Linked DNA regions of Mus musculus: all the other regions are linked to region 6. Evidence: chromatin contacts called from public promoter capture Hi-C data. All regions are on one chromosome and are shown on one strand. Each heading gives the region's core, a stretch centred on a gene start, on an enhancer-like site or on the middle of the called end of the contact. The rest is flanking DNA. Distances are from core to core; before and after follow the strand shown. Region 1 holds the start of 8030423J24Rik (RIKEN cDNA 8030423J24 gene). Region 2 holds the start of Rfesd (Rieske (Fe-S) domain containing). Region 3 holds the start of Ttc37 (tetratricopeptide repeat domain 37). Region 4 holds the start of Adamts16 (a disintegrin-like and metallopeptidase (reprolysin type) with thrombospondin type 1 motif, 16). Region 5 holds the start of Glrx (glutaredoxin). Region 6 holds the start of Lpcat1 (lysophosphatidylcholine acyltransferase 1).

Region 1 (2,723 bases), core at 138-2,637, 2.6 Mb before region 6:
AATCTAAAACCATCATTCACTTGAGACAGACACCTAGAGTTAAATGTAGAAAAGACTTTGGCAACGTGTTCGGTAGAGGGTGATTGTTTTGACTTTGGGTTAATGTTTAATAGTGTAGATAAGTCCGTTAATGCCATGGAACTTGAGTAAGGAAGTTTTATCTTCAAGTAACTTTGGAGAAACCATAGGAGCAATTAAGGATCTGGGTTTGGAAGAATGGTCCTCCACAGTCTCCTCCCGACAGGCCTAGAAGGACCTGGCCAGAGGTATGGAGTCTCTGCACAGGCCTTTTCATGGAGCAGGATCAGACACAGGCTGCTGACAGAGGAAGCAGGTTCATTGAGAGTCCATTTGCAAAGATTTCACCTCTGTTCTCAGGACTGAAACAAAACAGAAACCTATTCAGAGAAGCAGAGCAGGACACATTTATACTACAGGTGTAAGCCTAGATCTGCAGTCTTCAGTTTTTCCGAGTAACTGAAACTCAAAACACACTGTTCACCATTGCTAGGGCTTTCATGCAAAAGCCATTCTCGGATAGCATGGGTGTGCTGTACCCTGTATGGAGAAAACAATTGAAATTCCAACAGTTTGTTTATTTGTTTGGTAGCTAATTCATGATAGATTTCTTTTTTTAAGTGACATGGGGAGTTTGAGCTGGCAGTATCTGAAGCTAGCTGAGTACTATACAAAGAATCCTGGGTGGTACACGGTTCTCTGTAATGTTAAATTCTTGTCCCACGCACAGGAAAGCTCAAGGTAGACTGCAGATGCACAGTCACGGACTCTTAGTCAATACCAAGGGTCTCTTTTGAAAGGCTCTGGCTGTACAACTAAGTGAAGATCTCTCCCACTGATTAAGTCTGCAAATAGCATAAGGTGACACAACAGCTCTGTGAAGAATGCCAGCCCAGCAGGGCCACCAAGAACACCATCTATATCCCTCTACCTACATCTACATACTGTCTACAACCCCATAGATCTGCCCTTCCTTTCTCACCTTCTTCCTCCCTACACTCCTCTTCTTTTGTTCCTTCCCCCTCTTTTTCTAGCTGGCCTTGAACTCACTCTATGGCCAAAGATGACTTCGAACTTCTTATTCTTCTGCACCTACCTCTCTAATGCTTGGGTTGCTGCTGTGCATCATGGTGCCTGGTTTATTAGGTTCTAGGGGTCAAACCTATGGCTTTCTGCATGCCAGGCAACCTAGTCGCATCTCTATGCCCCTCCCTCAAATGTTTTCTGATGTCTAAGTTGCTGAAGTTTGGATAACAGCACCAACAAGTACTATATTCTCAAGGACAGCCTTTGATAAGACAGTGAATACCATGGATTAAAACAAAGAACAGAACGTGTAGGTAATCGTTTTGGGAAGCTTTGCATCAGTGTTCCATACTGTGACCCAAGGGCAGAACTCAAGTCAGTATTAACTGAGAGGCAAATGGTGGCTGTCTCCTGTTTGATGTGCAGGCCTGGAAACCACCAGGTATTAGCTTAATAATTGCAGCTTACCCTTTGTCCACATTGCCTGGTTGCTTGATTAAGGGTGAGCGGTAGAGCTCTTCTTCCAGGCTTGGCTTTATCCTCCCAATGGATTCTTTCTGGTTCAAATCTTATTGCCAAGACTCCTGCCCCCAATTTTAGTAACTATACCAATGCTCTGGTAGGGATCAGGGCTTCTGACAGACATGGGTTGATAGCTAGTAATGTCAGGGCACAGAGGACAGACAGCCTTTCAGTGCATCCTCTCTTTTGCTGAAAGGAAGGCAGTTAGCTGTGGTTCTTCTGCAAGAGGCCAGAGCCTCCCCAGTTGTATCACTTTCTCTGCTGATCTGAAGGAAAGGCTTCTGTGAGAATGGAGTGAAATGGTGGAGAGAAGCAAGCGTTCATGGCTTCACCTGCCATCCCCTGAGGAATGCTGGCTCCGAAGCACACTGCAAGGCCCCTCAGGCAGCCTCAGTACCGAGGTGAGCACTTCTCCCTGCTACTTGTCCTTATGTTATATGTCTGTTTGTATGCTTTTAAATACCCCAATTTCTTAGAGAAGCTTTTGGATAATTCTACCTTGCAACCATCATCAAGGAAAATCAATCCAATGGCAATAAATAAATCAAGAGACAGAACAGTAGGTAGAAAGAGTTGTGTCTTCCAATACACATATACTTACAAGTATCTAAATATATGTTCGCCTCTGTGTGGACATACACACACACACACCATAGGTCCTTGAAACTCATCCTGGACTGCTTCGATGGCTGGATACTGAATGTTTGGTGAGGTGATCTATGTGTTTCCTTCGCAGACTTCCTCTCCGACTTCCGATTGCACCATGAGCAGCATTGTGGCCCATCTCCCTGTTGGCGTTCTAGCGGTGTCTGGGAGAGCCACGCACCTGCATGTGTTGTGCCAGAGGAAGAAGATTTCTATGATGGTCAACACCTGTCCCTCGCTGCTGTAAGCCCTGCCATGAGGGAAACTCACACACAGGCTGATGAACTGAGCAGAGACAATGAGAGCATGAGAAGAGAGCAGATGCCCTGGGAAGGCTCCAGCTGCCGGAGCTTCTCATTGGCGGACAGCCAGCTGCAGAGAAGGAGCAGATACTCAGTGCTGACACAGAGCTGCAGAAGGTTGCCATCGGAAAGTCATTGTATTTTTAGCAGGTTCCAAAATAGATAGCAACCATAGTTCAAATTCCTGTCTAATCCTTTGCCAGCTGTTTG
Region 2 (2,890 bases), core at 62-2,561, 2.6 Mb after region 6:
AGTGCTGGAGAACATAATTTTTAATACAGTTTTTGACAAAAAAAAATAAAAATAAAAAATGTTCTGTTCTACCATTGTCTTTAAAAATAAAAACTGTTTTGTTGTTCGTAGATCCCTAAAATTAGATTTCTTAAAGTGAGAATTCCATATAAAACTATTTGTTTTAGATAAGTGGATGGCCCCGACAGTTTTAAACACCTTTCTAATGTAGATAATTCATTCAAGTATAAAGTCACTGAAGACAAAAGACATGAAATTAAAGGTACTCACACTCATGTGTCACTCCTCTTGAGCAATGACTCAGGGACTCTTAGAGTGGGGACCTGGCCCACAAATTATCACAGTGCTTATCTCCAGGGTGACACCCTGGCTTTTAGGCTCAGGGAAGGGAAATGCTTTAGTCAGTAGCAGTTTGATGATAATAAATACATTTGACTAGCTACATTTCACTACCGCTTGGACACTTTGCGTGTAAATGTTCATTACTCCTCACAAAATTAAATATCTGTAAGCTCATATGTTGCTTGGTGTAACTTTCGTGTCACTAGCAGCCAGCGATTTATAAAAGAAAAGAAACAAAAAACAAAAAACATGTGGCCTGAAAGAAAATCATCTTGAAAGTCACAAAAACCGTTCGGCAAAAACGTATAGAGAGTTTTATATTCGCAGTGCACACATGTATCGGAAAAGATGGTTCTGAATGTTTATGTAGGAATGCTAATGTACAAGATTGTCTTCACAAATATCTAAAGTAAAACACTTGCCCAATTTAATGAAGCCGTGCAGCTGAGCGAATTACTGCCAATGTCTGGTATTAAAGATGACAAGGCGTTTCACCAGCGTCTGAATCCCGGACTGCTTCCTAAGAGGCCTGTATCATAGGGTGTGCAGAGGACAACCACGTTAAGGCACCTCTACTCTATACAGCTGGGTGCAACCGCAGGAAGCGCAGCAAGGCTGGTAGCCACCCCCATGGCTTTAGCAGTTCTCAAACCAGTTTTATTTGCTAAGAAGACAGGCCGCAGCTGCTAGATTGAGCGGCGCTAGGGACAGCACGGCAACCAGCAGTCGTCCCGACGGCCATCCCAGGAGAATATTTGGGGTGCGTGGGACGTCAGAAGGATTCGCTTTCATAGTTTATGGCACAAGTGCGGAAAAGCCTATTTAAATGGCTGCAGGTCCCGGCTGTGGCCCAACTGTCAAGGCGAACAGTTCACTGAGGCTCTTGCCAATGCCAGTCCACGAGGGTCCAAACGCTCCCTGCTCAGACACCCGAGGACTCGGAACCGCTGCCAGCGGACGCAGGAAGTGCAGGCCCGGGCGGTGTCCGACCGGAAGCAGCAGCGTGCCAGAAATCTCCGCCCCGCTCCCCTCACCCAATTCCCGCACCGCGAGAACCTAACTTACTGTGCTGGGGTCCTCGCCCCGCCCTCAACACCCAGCTCCCGCAGCCCCTGCGTCCTGCGCCTGCGCGACGCGAGTTTGTGAGGAGGCGGGGCAGGGGTCACGTGCTAGGAAGTACTGGCTCCCCTCCCGTCCCTCCATCAGGCTGCTGTCCTGTTTGTGGAATTTTTCTAGCTCTTGTGGGATATGAGTAGGTGCATCATTTTCTTTCTCTTTTCTTTTTTCAAAGAACGATAATCGGACTCACTCTAAATTTATCCAAATTTTAAATGCACTCAGCAATCTCATCCCTAAGCGAAATAATACCTAGAACATGGGAAAACTTTACAGCCATATACTGTATACCCAAAGGTCCAATTCCATACACTACACCATACAGGCTCCCATGTGTAATATGCTCTCTTTAACACAAATAACTCATTGCTTGAGATACAAATAGGTTAAGTATTTGTGTATACCAAAGCTTTTAAAAATTACTAGATTTAAGGGGAGATGGTGTGTTTTCACTTTCAATTTCTCTTTCAGTGTTACATTAAGAGCAACACAATAAGAACTCCCCATACTTATGCTCAGAGGTGCAAGCTAAATGAGTCTTACTGGTTTGCAAGCATTCTCTGTAAACTGGCACGTGGCAAGCTCTTATAGAGCCCACAACCCGGGCTGAAGTTGATCACTTGAACCCAAGTGTTGGGCAGCACAGACACCCTGCTTTAAAAAAAGAAAAAAGAAAAAAGAGGCCAGCAAGATGATTCATGGAGTAAGGGTGCTTGTAAACGGGACAGCCTGAGTTGTAGCCCAGAGCTCATTTAATGATGTAGGAACTGACTTAACAAACTATGCTGTAGCATGCATGTCCCTGCTCACACAGAATAATAAGGATTTTTTAAAATTAATGATCCTTTGATTCAATAGCTCATAATCTTGGCTAGGCTTTAGATCTGCCTAGGAATTAAAACAAACAAAACCAAAAAACAATAACAAAGCAACTTTGCCCAGTATACCAGATCAATGAAGTAAAAATCTTAGAAAGGATTCAATATATATTTTTGTTTTTTAATTTCTGAAAGCTTTTCATTTTTTCCCTCCCAGAAAGACCAACTGCAATCAGAGGGAGTGAAAGGTCAAGATTTTATTCATAACAAAATCAGCTTAGAACTGGATCACTTGGCCCTTTCTCTTCTTGTCGCCTCACAATTCAAAATGCTCACATCTCTTAATAGCCAGCATCCTCTTAGATCTGCAGTTGGGCTCAATGCACTCCAGTCTCAGCACAATCTTCTTTGTAGAAGCCTTTTTGCGGAAAATAGGCTTAGTTTGTCCACCATAGTCACTTTGTTTCCTGTCATAACGCTGCTTACAAAGAATCCTTGTCCTTCTTGTACTGTGTCACCTTGTGGGGTTGGTCCTTTCCATATTTCTTACAGAATATCTGGTGGACCCTAGGCATGTTCATCATGTTCACAGGATCACTAACTTCCAAAATTAT
Region 3 (2,997 bases), core at 36-2,535, 2.6 Mb after region 6:
TGGCTATCTGTGTATATTCTGTGTAGGAATGTCTTTTCAAATCCTTGGCTCATTTTAAATTGCCTAAACCAAGATTATGACAATTTACACTTCCATTGTCTTGAAGGAGTTTTATAGCCTTAGCTTTTACATTTAAATCATTGACTAACTTTTGTTTTTACACATGGTGGAAGGCAGGACCCAATTTTGTTCCTTTCCATGTATATATTTACTTTTCCAGCACTACTTGTTTATAAGACTATTTCTGGACTCTTAATTCTACTCTACTGGTCTGAATATTTATTGTTCTGCATGTAAAGTACTATTGTGGCTATTGTAGCTTTACCATTAGTTTTGAAATTAAAAGCTTTTTTTTTTTTTTTTTAAATCAGTCTTCTTTTTCATGTTTTTTTCCCCTTCCCAATTCGAGGTCCTTTCACTTTCCATATGAATTTAAATCAAATTTAAGGTGATGCATACACAAATAACTTCTTTAAATCAGTGCTAACACAAGTATAGAATGTCTAGATTAGTGGTTCTCAGCCTTTCTATGCTGCAACAGTTTAATACAGTTCCTCATATTATGGTGACTCTCCCAACCATACGATTATTTTTGTTGTCACTTCATAACTGTAATTTTGTTAGGTATGAGTTGTAATGTAAATATCTGATATTTCCGATGGTCTTAGGTGACTTCTGCAAAAGGTGACTCGACCTCTCCCAAGGGATCGAGAGCCACAGGTTGAGAATTGCTGGTCTAGTGAATAAAGTTCAAGGAGCAAAGCCCAGGAGTTAGAGACTGGCTTCTTTCTACTACTTTATTAGTATGCACATGCGTGCTTGCAGGTGTGCGCATGCGGGACCTCTCAACCCCAGGGTCCTGTTCCCTGTGATGTTTCTCCACAGGCTCTGGGCGGTGTCTGCTCCCCGTCCTTTGGGTACTTACGAAGGAGTCACTGGCGACCAGCACCACGTTGGGCGCCTGGTTCACTTGCATCCTTTTCTTCTGTGTTCTGGGGGCCGGTGCTGCGAGTGCTAACGCTGCGACCACCGACACCAACAGCAACAGCATCGCGGGCATGGCCGTTCAGAAGCGGCTGCTGAGCGGGTCTCCTGTAGCCTGCTCTCCAGTCATGAGCAGGGGCCGGACTCTAGGGACAAGACTAGAAGTTTGGCTTACAAATACAGAAGTAAATATGAGCGGCACCTAGAAACTACACCTCCCATCAGGCCAAGGGCAGGCGCATGCGCAAAAACCAATCGCGCTCAGCCCATGTGAAGACCGTTTTAATCAAATTTCGAGCTAATGATAGCTCTGCCAGTTCCTCTCACTCAAGCGATGTCTGGGGAAGCGCGCATGCGTTGTTCAGACTTGTACTTTGTGGCAGTCCCACATGCCCAGGTGGGTTCTGATCGCTTCGGTTTTGGCAGAAGTTGAAATCTAAAGGCAGTAGAAGTGGTATTTAGGGGGAGAAAATACTGAGCATGAGCGTGATGTTACGGGCTGTCTTCCTTTTGTGCGGGGCTGAATGTTCGCTGACAAAGTGAACTTGGCGGTGATGAGGTGGCAGTGATTCTGTCACTTGAATTGGATTGGGTTGTGCCTATATGGGACTTTAGGCTAGGTCACCTCGTGTGTGGTCTGGGTAGTGGTGTGGATTTCTGCTGCGTTCCGGAACCCTAGTCAGGAAGCCCCCCTCATCGTATTTCCTCCGTTTGCCGACCTGTAAGGATTATGCTCATGTGGGTTGAAGAGCGGGCCTAATAAGTTTCAGGTTCCAGATACGGAACAGCTTGGCTGTTCTTTGTCTTTGGAGTAGCAATAGGGACCGGTTCTAAAAGGTACAGATGTGGACTGTGTGAAGTGTGCGGTTAATTGATGTATGCTCGGAGTAACATTGTTGGGTATAGAATAATCAGCTGTTCCTTTTTTTGATTGCTAGATTCCTTTGGAGAATTCTGGAAGAAGCACGTTTCTATTTTCAAGTCAAATTATTCACTGATAAGTTTCAGGTATATATAATTGTACATTACACCACTTGTGTTGATTTTCTGGCAGGAAAAGGAGGAGTAATGCTATTTATTTAAAATCTCAACTCTCATATCTGGCAGCCTTGTGTACAGATTAATTGTAATAAAACACCTTACACATCTAATACAGAGCGGTATGTGTTTAGTGTCTGTTAAGCTTTACTGTATATTTACTGTGTAGCATGCTTTACGTGGAATGTACTCCTTAATCTTCACTTAGACTACTTTACAGATGCGAAAACAGAGAGGTTAAATAACTTTTCAATAGCTTATCTAAGTAGATTACCTCCTAAACAGGGCACACTCCCCAGAATTGTGTTGAGTAAATTTGGAATGTAGGACATACTTTACAGAAACAATATCAACTGGTGCTTAGTTTTATAAAAATTACATTTGGTATTCTTTTTTTTTTTTTTTTTTTGCATAGTAATGATTCGTTGAACACAGATGATCCTTGAAGGCTCTGTTTCTGCAGGCCCTTGTTCTGAGGACAGAGCACATCCTTTTCTTCTTTCTGTAATTGCGGTGTCAGTGAGAGCAGGCGCTGTAGCAGGTTGGTGGAATAGGTATTTTAGGGACGCAGTTTCAAAGGGCTGCTAGAACCTAAGAGGTTTCTAGTACTTTTCATCAGACACGAAGTGGGGCATATAAAGGTCCTCCCTGCTAGCTTGTCCAGCCCATACTTCACCTTCCCTGGTGGGAAAACTTCCACTGAGCAGCTCGTTCTATACTCGTGGAGGTTTAAGTATTAAAAGTTCTGATTTAGAGCTGAAGACAGTCTTCTGCTTTTAGCTACTCATTAATTCATTGTGCTTTGATATTACACTGATAAAAGCCTGCCTTCCTGTTTCTTCTCCAATAGTAGTCTTCTCAGTCCTGCTAACTAGTCTTCAGCTAGTTATTGCTTTACTGCAGGTTGCTTCACTTCTTTTTGTTTTCTCCTGGAATCTTAACCTTTTAAATTTAATTAACTAATTATTTTCCTGT
Region 4 (2,700 bases), core at 100-2,599, 2.6 Mb before region 6:
TTTATCCTGATGAAGGAAGCGATAATGAGGGTTTCCGAAGTGTCAATTGTTTAATCCTGTACATATTCTAAAAATCTGCCGAAAAGATTAAACCTGGCTCGCCTCTGGTCGCCATTTCTGCTAACAATCTCAAGCTAATTCATCCCAGGAAAGGACAGGGTGAGTAAAATCCTGCATTTGCTGTGGACCCAGCACAAACCTCCTAGCAAGTGCAATGGCCTGCTTTCTCAGTCACCAGGTGTCATTGCTAGGACACCTCACAGGGGAAACCCACTTGTGAATCACTGAGGTGGCTGAACCTTGCAGAAGACTTGAATTCGAGTTCATGTTCAAGGAGGTCCAGGACACATCCTTTGGATGTCCCCTGTGCTATTAATTAACATTAAAGCGATATTAATGAGGTTGCCTTCTGTCTCCTCCTGTGACAGTCAAAGTGGAGAAAGCTTCAATGTGAAAGAAAGGAGAGGGGGGAAGATGCTGGAGTGGGGACTACGTTGCTTATAATAGATTTGGTGTATACATTAATGATGTCAATATATAGAGTGATCTGGAGTCTTCCTACACCCAGATATCTCACTCCCCCAATGTAACTCTGGCTAGCCATTATCATTTTACTAGGAAATAGGATACAGACGTTGGTCGGAAGTCATTCTTGAGCATGATCTTGTGCTCGAAATGAATAGAAAGAGCAAGATAGCATCTTCAAAGCTTTTGGCGTCCTGAGTCCCAGGAGACTTGCAGACCAGCATAGGGGGTTGCTGGCTGCTTACCTGTGAGGAACCGAGAGCCCCCACCGCGCGAACTTACCACCGGTTTCCAGCCAGCTGGACCCAGAGAATGGGGGAGGCTGCGGGTCTTCCGGGCTCCCAGACGCTGCAGCTGCGAGTCCCAGGGCGCACGCAGGTGTCTGCTAGGGGGAAAAAAAAAACGAGGACACCTCAGTGAAAATGCGGGCACTGCAGAGCTCAGCCAAGGGCGGAATGCACTTGCAGCCATCAGACTCTGCTGGTCCTAGCGCCAGGACTCACCTGCTCACTGACCTGCGCCAGCAGCAGCACCCAGAGCGCAGCACAACCTCGGGACTCCATGGCCCCGGTGCCCGAGGGCTCACAGGACTCAGCTCAGCAGTCTAGACTGGGTCACTGGATAGTCCCGGTGTTAGCAGTATGCTAGGGTGCAAAGGACCGACCCGGCAAAATCGCAGGGTTTCCAGGCAGCGATTCCACCATGCACATCAGAGTTATCACTGCAGCTTCGTTCGGCACCGGGAGGTGGAGTGGCAGTGGTGGCGGGGGGCGGCAAAGCACCCGCAGCAACCAAGGGACAGCAGGGAGGAGGGTAGAGAAGGAGAGGGCAGGACTAGGGAGGGCAAAGGAGAGGAGAGGGGAGGGGATAGAGGAGGGAGTAAAGCAGGGAGGAGGGGTACCAGGAGGAGGAGGAGGATAAGGGAGGAGTGGCAGGGAGAGGAGATGAAGCAGACTCATGGTAAGTACTGGGCATCCTTCACGCCTATGACCCAGCAGGAAGGTGTTTTGTCCACCTACATGAGAACTTGGGGTAGAGACAAGGCCAGGACACAGTCATATCTAGCTGTTCACCCCTGTGCTTTTGTGGAAAACTGTCTTGGTGTGTTACTCCAAAGTCCTCTGCCACCTGCCACCGCTGCAGCTCTGTGGGACTTCTCACTTAAGGGCAAGATTGAGCTGCATAGAGACAGGCATCCAGCATTCATTGTTCTCTAGTCCATCCCCTGGTTACAGACCCTCTGGCCTTCCCTTCTAGTGGGAGATGTATAGGGAGGAATGTATCTGCTTATGAATGAATGTGAGTCCTTAGTTGCCTGGGGCACGTGAAGAAAAGGGGTGAATGGAGGCGGGGCGGGGCAGGGCAGGGCAGGGTAGGGCAGGCTATGAGGAAGCTGGGTTTCTTTCTCACGCCTCTAATTTTTCATTGGACAGCAGTGGCCAATTTCAGATTCACTTTAGACTCTGGCTGACCTGCTGGGAGAGCAGGTGTGAGGCCACTGGGTTCCCAGAGCATCCTAGTAGGAAGTCTAGGAGCCCCAGCCTAGACCAGACCAGGTCTATCCAAGACAACCAGCGAATGCCCTCTCTCCAGCCCTGCGTCCTGGTCCATCATGACCTGAGTATGTGTTTGAGTATGAGCGTCTTTTGTGACCATCAGTGACTGAGAGTGTCTGCTGCAGGGTGGGTACAGATACAGACAGCACTGAGCGCACGGGTAGATGTTTCTACACGCGGGACTGCCAATGACTGTCCATCCCAGCAGCTGCACTCCACTTCCTTCTGCCGGTTGGTCTCACATCTCAGGCTCCCTCCAGCTGCCATTCTAGGGTCCCTCATTTGCAGTCACACTGACCTTGCCTGGTTTGCAAGGCTGAGAAGGGGGATGGCATGTGGAGCAGTGGCTGCAGTTTTCAGGGTGCTCACTCCAGCCTACACTGAGCTGAGATGCCCCAGAGTGGCTCTTTATAAGCCTGAATGAAGTGTCATACATCTCAGAAAGGACAGGGCGGAATCAAGATGAACTGATCTGTGTATGCATATCCCTCTCTCTCTCTCTCTGCTCCCTCCCTTTCTCTCTCAGTCGTTCATATGAAAAATATTGTCAAAGAGTACAGTTTTGTTGACTTACTGTTTCATTCTTTTATAATTCCACGCACCTACACTATGTTCTTTT
Region 5 (2,700 bases), core at 1-2,500, 2.4 Mb after region 6:
AGGAACAGCCTGAGCTGGGTGCTTATTCCCCAGGGTCATGTGAACAGCAAGAACCCTCAAGAGGTCCTTGAAACAGCTGGCATCAGAAGGTTGCCAGAAAGTTAAGACTCTAGCCCTAAACTTGTTCAGAATTGTGGGAAGCTATGGGCTGAGAGGTCTACAACCCTGCCATGGGCCAGCCACCTCAGCCATGCAGCCAGGCCGCTTCTCCGTTGGCAGAACTCTCTCTCCGCTTCTTCTGTGGCCCTGACTATTACCATCTGACTGTTATTTTGCCATTTGATGTGGGTAACAGTGAGAGTGACAAAGAAAGCAGCCCCCAGAAGTCAGTTTACTTCTCTTTGGTCACAATGTGCACCAGAGCCGTCACCAGGACATGACTGTAGTCTGACCTCCTGTAAGATACTCTGGTTCTACTGTGGAGCTGGTTGCTTGCTTGGAAAGGTGCTTCAGTCTGACAGGAGTTTTCTCTTCGACTTGCTTATCTACCTCAGCACCACCTCCCAAAGCACCTCAGCTCACTGTCAAAACAAGTCAGACAGGAAAAGATCCACATTCTGTCTGGAATCTCAGGTCAGGGGTTATGGGAGAATTTGTTTCTTACTGAACTGCTATTCAAAGGTCACCAGCCCTAAGGCTTTTGGAGTAAGAGAGACCTATTAAAAAGCTTAGCTTCACAGGTAGGCCCCGTGGCAAAGTTCAGTCACAAATCTACCCCACTGAAAAGGGCTCATTGTTCACCATGAACTCAGAGCATGGCACCCCACTTTTTAAAGACAGAGAGAAAGTACAGACAAGCACATTTTTACATGTCAAGAACCAAGTCCACTAATCACACAAGTACCCACCTTACAGGGCAAAGAAAGCATGCCGGTGCAACCCACAAGGCCCAATCACTATGCAGTCCCCACATCCTATGAAGAGCCAAAGCTTTCCTGAATGGTTGTGTTTTTATTTTTCAAAACAACCGTGTTTCCAAAAGAAGAGAGAGAGAGAATTTGTTCTAAGAGGACCTGGGGCCTCCTACCCAGAAACTGGTCTGCGCTGTCTCTGCTACCCTAGAGGGTGACTTAGTTCTGTTCTTGGGGAGGACACAAGACAGCCTGTTATAGCTTACACAGCCAGTGTGCAATGGTAGGCCTAGGAAGTACTGACTCATACCAAAATGAACTGACTTTGGGGCTGGCCCTTTAAAACTGAAGCATCCTACTTGGTAACTCCTCCTCCAAGGAGGTTCCTTATTAAATGAGAGCTGCTGGCTAAGCGCCGCTGCATTACCGGACCATTACTTTCAACTGCACGTTCCTCCCTGGAGAAGCTGCAGCCTGTCAGCATGGCTCAGGAGTTTGTGAACTGCAAGATCCAGTCTGGGAAGGTGGTCGTGTTCATCAAGCCCACCTGCCCCTACTGCAGAAAGACCCAAGAAATCCTCAGTCAACTGCCTTTCAAACAAGGTCTTCTGGAGTTTGTGGACATCACAGCCACTAACAACACCAGTGCGATTCAAGATTATTTACAACAGCTCACCGGAGCGAGAACAGTGAGTGTGTTTAAATGCTAAGGAAGCGCTGGGGTGTTGCTGTTTCCTTTCCAGAGCTTTGTAGACAGCTAGCTGTGCCTTTTCTAGGATGCCGTTGCCTGGGCTCTGTCCTTCAAAGCAGCCAGAGGACTTTGCAGGGTGTGGGGGAGGGACTCAAGGGAAGACACTGCTCAAATGAGTGGGCAGCAGGACTGCCTGGGAGGACCAGAAGGCAGAACGCTGGTTGGTGTGTGGATAGTGGGCCTGACAGCTGGGCTGGCGGCAGTTAAGTGTTTATCTGAAGGCTTTGTTTTAAGCACTATTTTGAACTGGCAGTGTTCTTCTGGCAAGGCAGGAGGCAGCTTCGAGGCTGGATGTGATCTCTAGCTTTTATGTTATGGATGGGGGCCATAGGCACTCTCTTCCCCCTGTTAGCATGTAGTGGGGTCTGCGGCCCTTCCTTTTCTTTGCACTAGGCTTTCTTTCTTTATCACCTAGTTTGTCCATTCTTACCTAGCCCCACCCACTAGAAAAGTAAATCCTGGACTCCATTTTTGCCTGTGCTGCCTTAATTGTAGGATATTTTCAGGTCTGGTTATCATGATAACTTACTGTATGATCTGATGGATTCTTGCCTTGGAGATCCATCCTCAGTGACGCAGGCTGCAAGATTAGAGGGAGCGCTTCAAAGTCCTGTTCCACAAATCCATATGCAGCTCTCTAAGAACACCTTCCTCCTCAGAAAAGGCTTTCTTTGTGCCTGGGCTGCTGCTGGAATGCCCAGCTCAACAGACTCCAGTGCTGGAAAGTGAGCTTGTTGTACAGTTAACTGGAGTGTTGGGGACAAAGCCGAGGCAGCCCCAACAAGCCAAGAACCTTGGCCACCTGCCTCCAATACCAACTAAAGTGACGCGTGACAGTGAAAAGCAGAGGAAAGAAACTTCCTCAGTGAGGCTTCATTGGGAAGCTGAAAAAATACAGATGTCCATGGATGCCCAAGTCCATAAAATGTATGGTGTGTGTGTCTGTGTACCCTTGTTTACACAACAGCCCAGTGGTTAATGTTGGATGACTTATTTAATCACTCTCAGCCTTACTTTGGTGAGACACCGTCCTTCACTGAATCTGGAGTTCACAGGCTGGGATGGACTGGACTAGCTAGCAGCCAGAACGCCCCTGGG
Region 6 (2,700 bases), core at 126-2,625:
CTTGGGTCAACACCGCTACACAGGATGTTCACAGCTTTCTATGACCCAGCTTTGAGGCTACAGAAATCCTGGCCCAGGATACCCGCAGGCTTCTTTGCTTGTAGACTTCAGGTGGCACCTGGCCCGCCTGTCTTCCTTCCTCTAAAGGTCTGTTTGTAAGCCTGATAGGCCTTTGTGCCCTGGGGTTTTCTTGACAGGGAGCTGAAGATCCTTGGATGCTACACTCTTGTGTCTGAGACTTGAACAAATGGGAATTAAAATCTAGAATCAGTGGAATCTAGGTCACAGGACAACATATCAGAACATTAAGGCCGGGTGTGATGGCGCACGCCTTTAATCCCAGCACTCGGAGGCAGAGGCAGGTGGATTTCTGAGTTCGAGGCCAGCCTGGTCTACAAAGTGAGCTCCAGGACAGCCAGGGCTAAACAGAGAAACCCTGTCTTGAAAAAAAAAAAAAAAAAAAAAAAAGAACATTAAGTTTGCTCATAGTCCTTAAGGATCTCCACAGCCTTCTTAGCCCAGAGGAAAGGCTATGTGTACTGTCGCTGCTTCATGGCTCATTTTGCAGAGGGGACAAGGGAATCTCAAGATAACGTCACGTGTCCAATACAAGATGAAGCTTTGAAGTGACAAGATCTGTGCGAGCATTTTTCTTCTAGCCAACTCCTCAAAACAGAGCCTGGTCACATTTCTGTCAGGAGTTATCAGAGGCTCTGGTCACTCTATTGTGAGAGGATGTGGTGGAGACTCTGAGAGCTCTGGTGTCCACAGGAAGTTTGGACTTTGGGGAGGTTAGACAGGAAGCCAAGGGTATCTGGAATTAGGCAGAATTTAGCTCCTTTTTCCTGTCTGGTGACTGAGGCTAGACCCTCTGTCTCCCAGTACCTGCTTGTTGAGTGTTCTATGAGCTATACAAATAAAAGCACCTGGTGTTGCTACAAAAGGCATTTCTTTAGTTTTTCAAATGTATACATTTTGATCAGAAAGCTACTTTGTATCCTATTTTAAAACAGGATACAAAGTACAAAAGGCATCCAGTGAGTCAAATGAATACATTTTAGCAGAAAGGCTATTTAGAGTCCTAGTTAATGGTGTGATACAAATTAGGGTCTCCTAGCCTATCTTCTCCCTCGATGGCGACTGATGGATTACAATGGTTAGGGGAAGGAAGCTGCCTGTGAGGACAGCGTTGCGCTGAGAAGTGGGCCTGCCCAGTTCAGTCCTGCGACCCAAAATTTAAGGTCTCCCTACACATGCAAATTCGCAGGATTCCCCTAAGTCCAGGAGCCTTAAGACGCGCAGGCGCATTCATAGCCCAGAGCGGTCTGGGCGGGGCACCCCGTTGGCCCCACCCACGTCACGCCGCCCCTCCCGCGCCTGCGCCTCCGGGCGGCCGCGCATCCTAGGCCCTCTCCCGCGCGCTCTGCTAGCTCTGCTGCTCTCGGCTCTTCTGTGCTTGGCTCGGTTCAGCTGAGCTCGGTCGGCTGAGCTCCATCTGCTCTACTCCTTGCTCAGGCGCGGGCAGCCATGAGGCTGCGGGGCCGCGGGCCGCGGGCCGCCCCCTCCTCCAGCTCTGGGGCAGGCGACGCGCGGCGCCTAGCGCCCCCGGGGCGGAACCCCTTCGTGCACGAGCTGCGACTGAGCGCCCTGCAGAAGGCCCAGGTGGGTTCTCCGCAGCGCTGCTGTACTCTATCCAGGATGCGCTCGGGATGCGGTGGGGAGGGGCTGGGCGCCGCCCGGTCCTCCGTGAGCCGCACCCCTCCCCTGCAGCACTCTTCCAACCCGCGCCAGGGTCCCGCTTCCCGCCGCCTGCGTGCACGCCGACTTACACCCTTTTGGTTTCGGTACTGGACCCTGCACTCCATCCCTTGGGCCCTGCACCCTCATCCCAGGCCTGGCCCGGGTTCCCGCCAGCAGGAGGCCTGGAGGTGGGCGGGGGTGGGGGGGTGTCCTCGCATCAGGCAGCCCCTTTCCAGCGTCTCCGCACAGCTAGGAGGCCTACTGTGTGTCTCCGTGGCCTAGTGTCGGAACCTGAATTGTCATCTGGAGCACCGGACGCGCGGGGCCCCTGGCATAACCCAATAGGATGATTTCCACATCCATGTTTGCAGATTGTTTCCTGTGTCTAGTACACTGTGTCGGTTGTTAGCGATGCTCCCTTGGGCTGCCTGTGCCCGGTATCAACTTTATACAACATAGTTCCCACGTGAGAGGGAACCTGTGCGCTGCGGCTGGCTAGTAGTGAGCGGGGACCTGGATCTAGGCACAGTTGCTATCTGTTCTTGTGGTTCTCACCGTGAGACCCGGCACGTGGGACCTTTTTTTACTCAGGGGCCAGGTCTGTGGTGCTGTGGTCACTTCTGGGACCCTTCTTTGAGTAATGAGCAGAGTTCACAGTTTCAGACTTCCGTGGTTTACAGGCAGAGTAGTATTTCCAACTGTAAGGGACCAGCTCTAGGAGGAGATGGTGTTTTTAAATGTGTAACCTATCAGACATAATATTAAGGTAAAGTCTGTTGAAATTATTACTTTCCCAAGCACCGGTTTCTGCTCAAAGCATCCAGTGGGGTTAGTTATCACCCGTAGGAATGGATGGTCAGCAGAATTGAACACGGAGAGTGTAAAGTAAAGGCCTCATATTGGCCCCCAGGTCTTGTCCTCTTTCCTGGTTGTGTCTGGAGCCTGTGAGGCTTTTCCTGA

What was found. Promoter capture Hi-C pulls out the DNA fragments that hold promoters and counts their contacts.
Region 1: a promoter capture Hi-C map of hippocampal neurons shows a contact between it and region 6, with 7 times the contacts expected there. The contact joins the promoter of 8030423J24Rik here to the promoter of Lpcat1 in region 6. A contact is called at or near these places in 2 of 39 promoter capture datasets (hippocampal neurons and liver) and 1 of 115 datasets of contacts at active chromatin or transcription factors (astrocytes).
Region 2: a contact with region 6 is called in a promoter capture Hi-C map of pre-B cells, with 7 times the contacts expected there. The contact joins the promoter of Rfesd here to the promoter of Lpcat1 in region 6. A contact is called at or near these places in 2 of 39 promoter capture datasets (liver and pre-B cells).
Region 3: a contact with region 6 is called in a promoter capture Hi-C map of pre-B cells, with 4 times the contacts expected there. The contact joins the promoter of Ttc37 here to the promoter of Lpcat1 in region 6. A contact is called at or near these places in 3 of 39 promoter capture datasets (hippocampal neurons, liver and pre-B cells).
Region 4: a promoter capture Hi-C map of the 3T3-L1 cell line shows a contact between it and region 6, with 6 times the contacts expected there. The contact joins the promoter of Adamts16 here to the promoter of Lpcat1 in region 6. A contact is called at or near these places in 2 of 39 promoter capture datasets (the 3T3-L1 cell line and hippocampal neurons) and 1 of 115 datasets of contacts at active chromatin or transcription factors (astrocytes).
Region 5: a contact with region 6 is called in a promoter capture Hi-C map of pre-B cells, with 4 times the contacts expected there. The contact joins the promoter of Glrx here to the promoter of Lpcat1 in region 6. A contact is called at or near these places in 1 of 39 promoter capture datasets (pre-B cells) and 1 of 115 datasets of contacts at active chromatin or transcription factors (double positive thymocytes).

The regions. Positions count from the first base shown.
Region 1 is chr13:70,881,561-70,884,283 of GRCm38.p6, forward strand. 8030423J24Rik (RIKEN cDNA 8030423J24 gene) reads left to right here and starts at 1,388. Exons shown (of 3, transcript NR_157373.1): 1 at 1,388-1,486; 2 at 1,839-1,967; 3 at 2,303-2,723.
Region 2 is chr13:76,017,251-76,020,140 of GRCm38.p6, forward strand. It overlaps Rfesd (Rieske (Fe-S) domain containing), which reads right to left and starts at 1,312. Exons shown (of 4, transcript NM_178916.5): 1 at 271-1,312. It also overlaps the pseudogene Gm4165.
Region 3 is chr13:76,097,449-76,100,445 of GRCm38.p6, forward strand. Ttc37 (tetratricopeptide repeat domain 37) reads left to right here and starts at 1,286. Exons shown (of 44, transcript NM_001081352.2): 1 at 1,286-1,381; 2 at 1,923-1,992. It overlaps Arsk (arylsulfatase K), which reads right to left and starts at 1,212. Exons shown (of 8, transcript NM_029847.4): 1 at 926-1,212. The coding sequence starts at 1,060.
Region 4 is chr13:70,840,462-70,843,161 of GRCm38.p6, forward strand. It overlaps Adamts16 (a disintegrin-like and metallopeptidase (reprolysin type) with thrombospondin type 1 motif, 16), which reads right to left and starts at 1,350. Exons shown (of 23, transcript NM_172053.3): 1 at 1,029-1,350; 2 at 808-910. The coding sequence starts at 1,088. It overlaps Gm36529 (predicted gene, 36529), which reads left to right. Exons shown (of 4, transcript NR_167928.1): 1 at 1-159.
Region 5 is chr13:75,838,636-75,841,335 of GRCm38.p6, forward strand. It overlaps Glrx (glutaredoxin), which reads left to right and starts at 1,251. Exons shown (of 3, transcript NM_053108.4): 1 at 1,251-1,540. The coding sequence starts at 1,334. It overlaps Gm41005 (a long non-coding RNA gene), which reads right to left and starts at 2,433. Exons shown (of 2, transcript XR_873685.2): 1 at 2,132-2,433.
Region 6 is chr13:73,465,856-73,468,555 of GRCm38.p6, forward strand. It overlaps Lpcat1 (lysophosphatidylcholine acyltransferase 1), which reads left to right and starts at 1,376. Exons shown (of 14, transcript NM_145376.6): 1 at 1,376-1,662. The coding sequence starts at 1,528.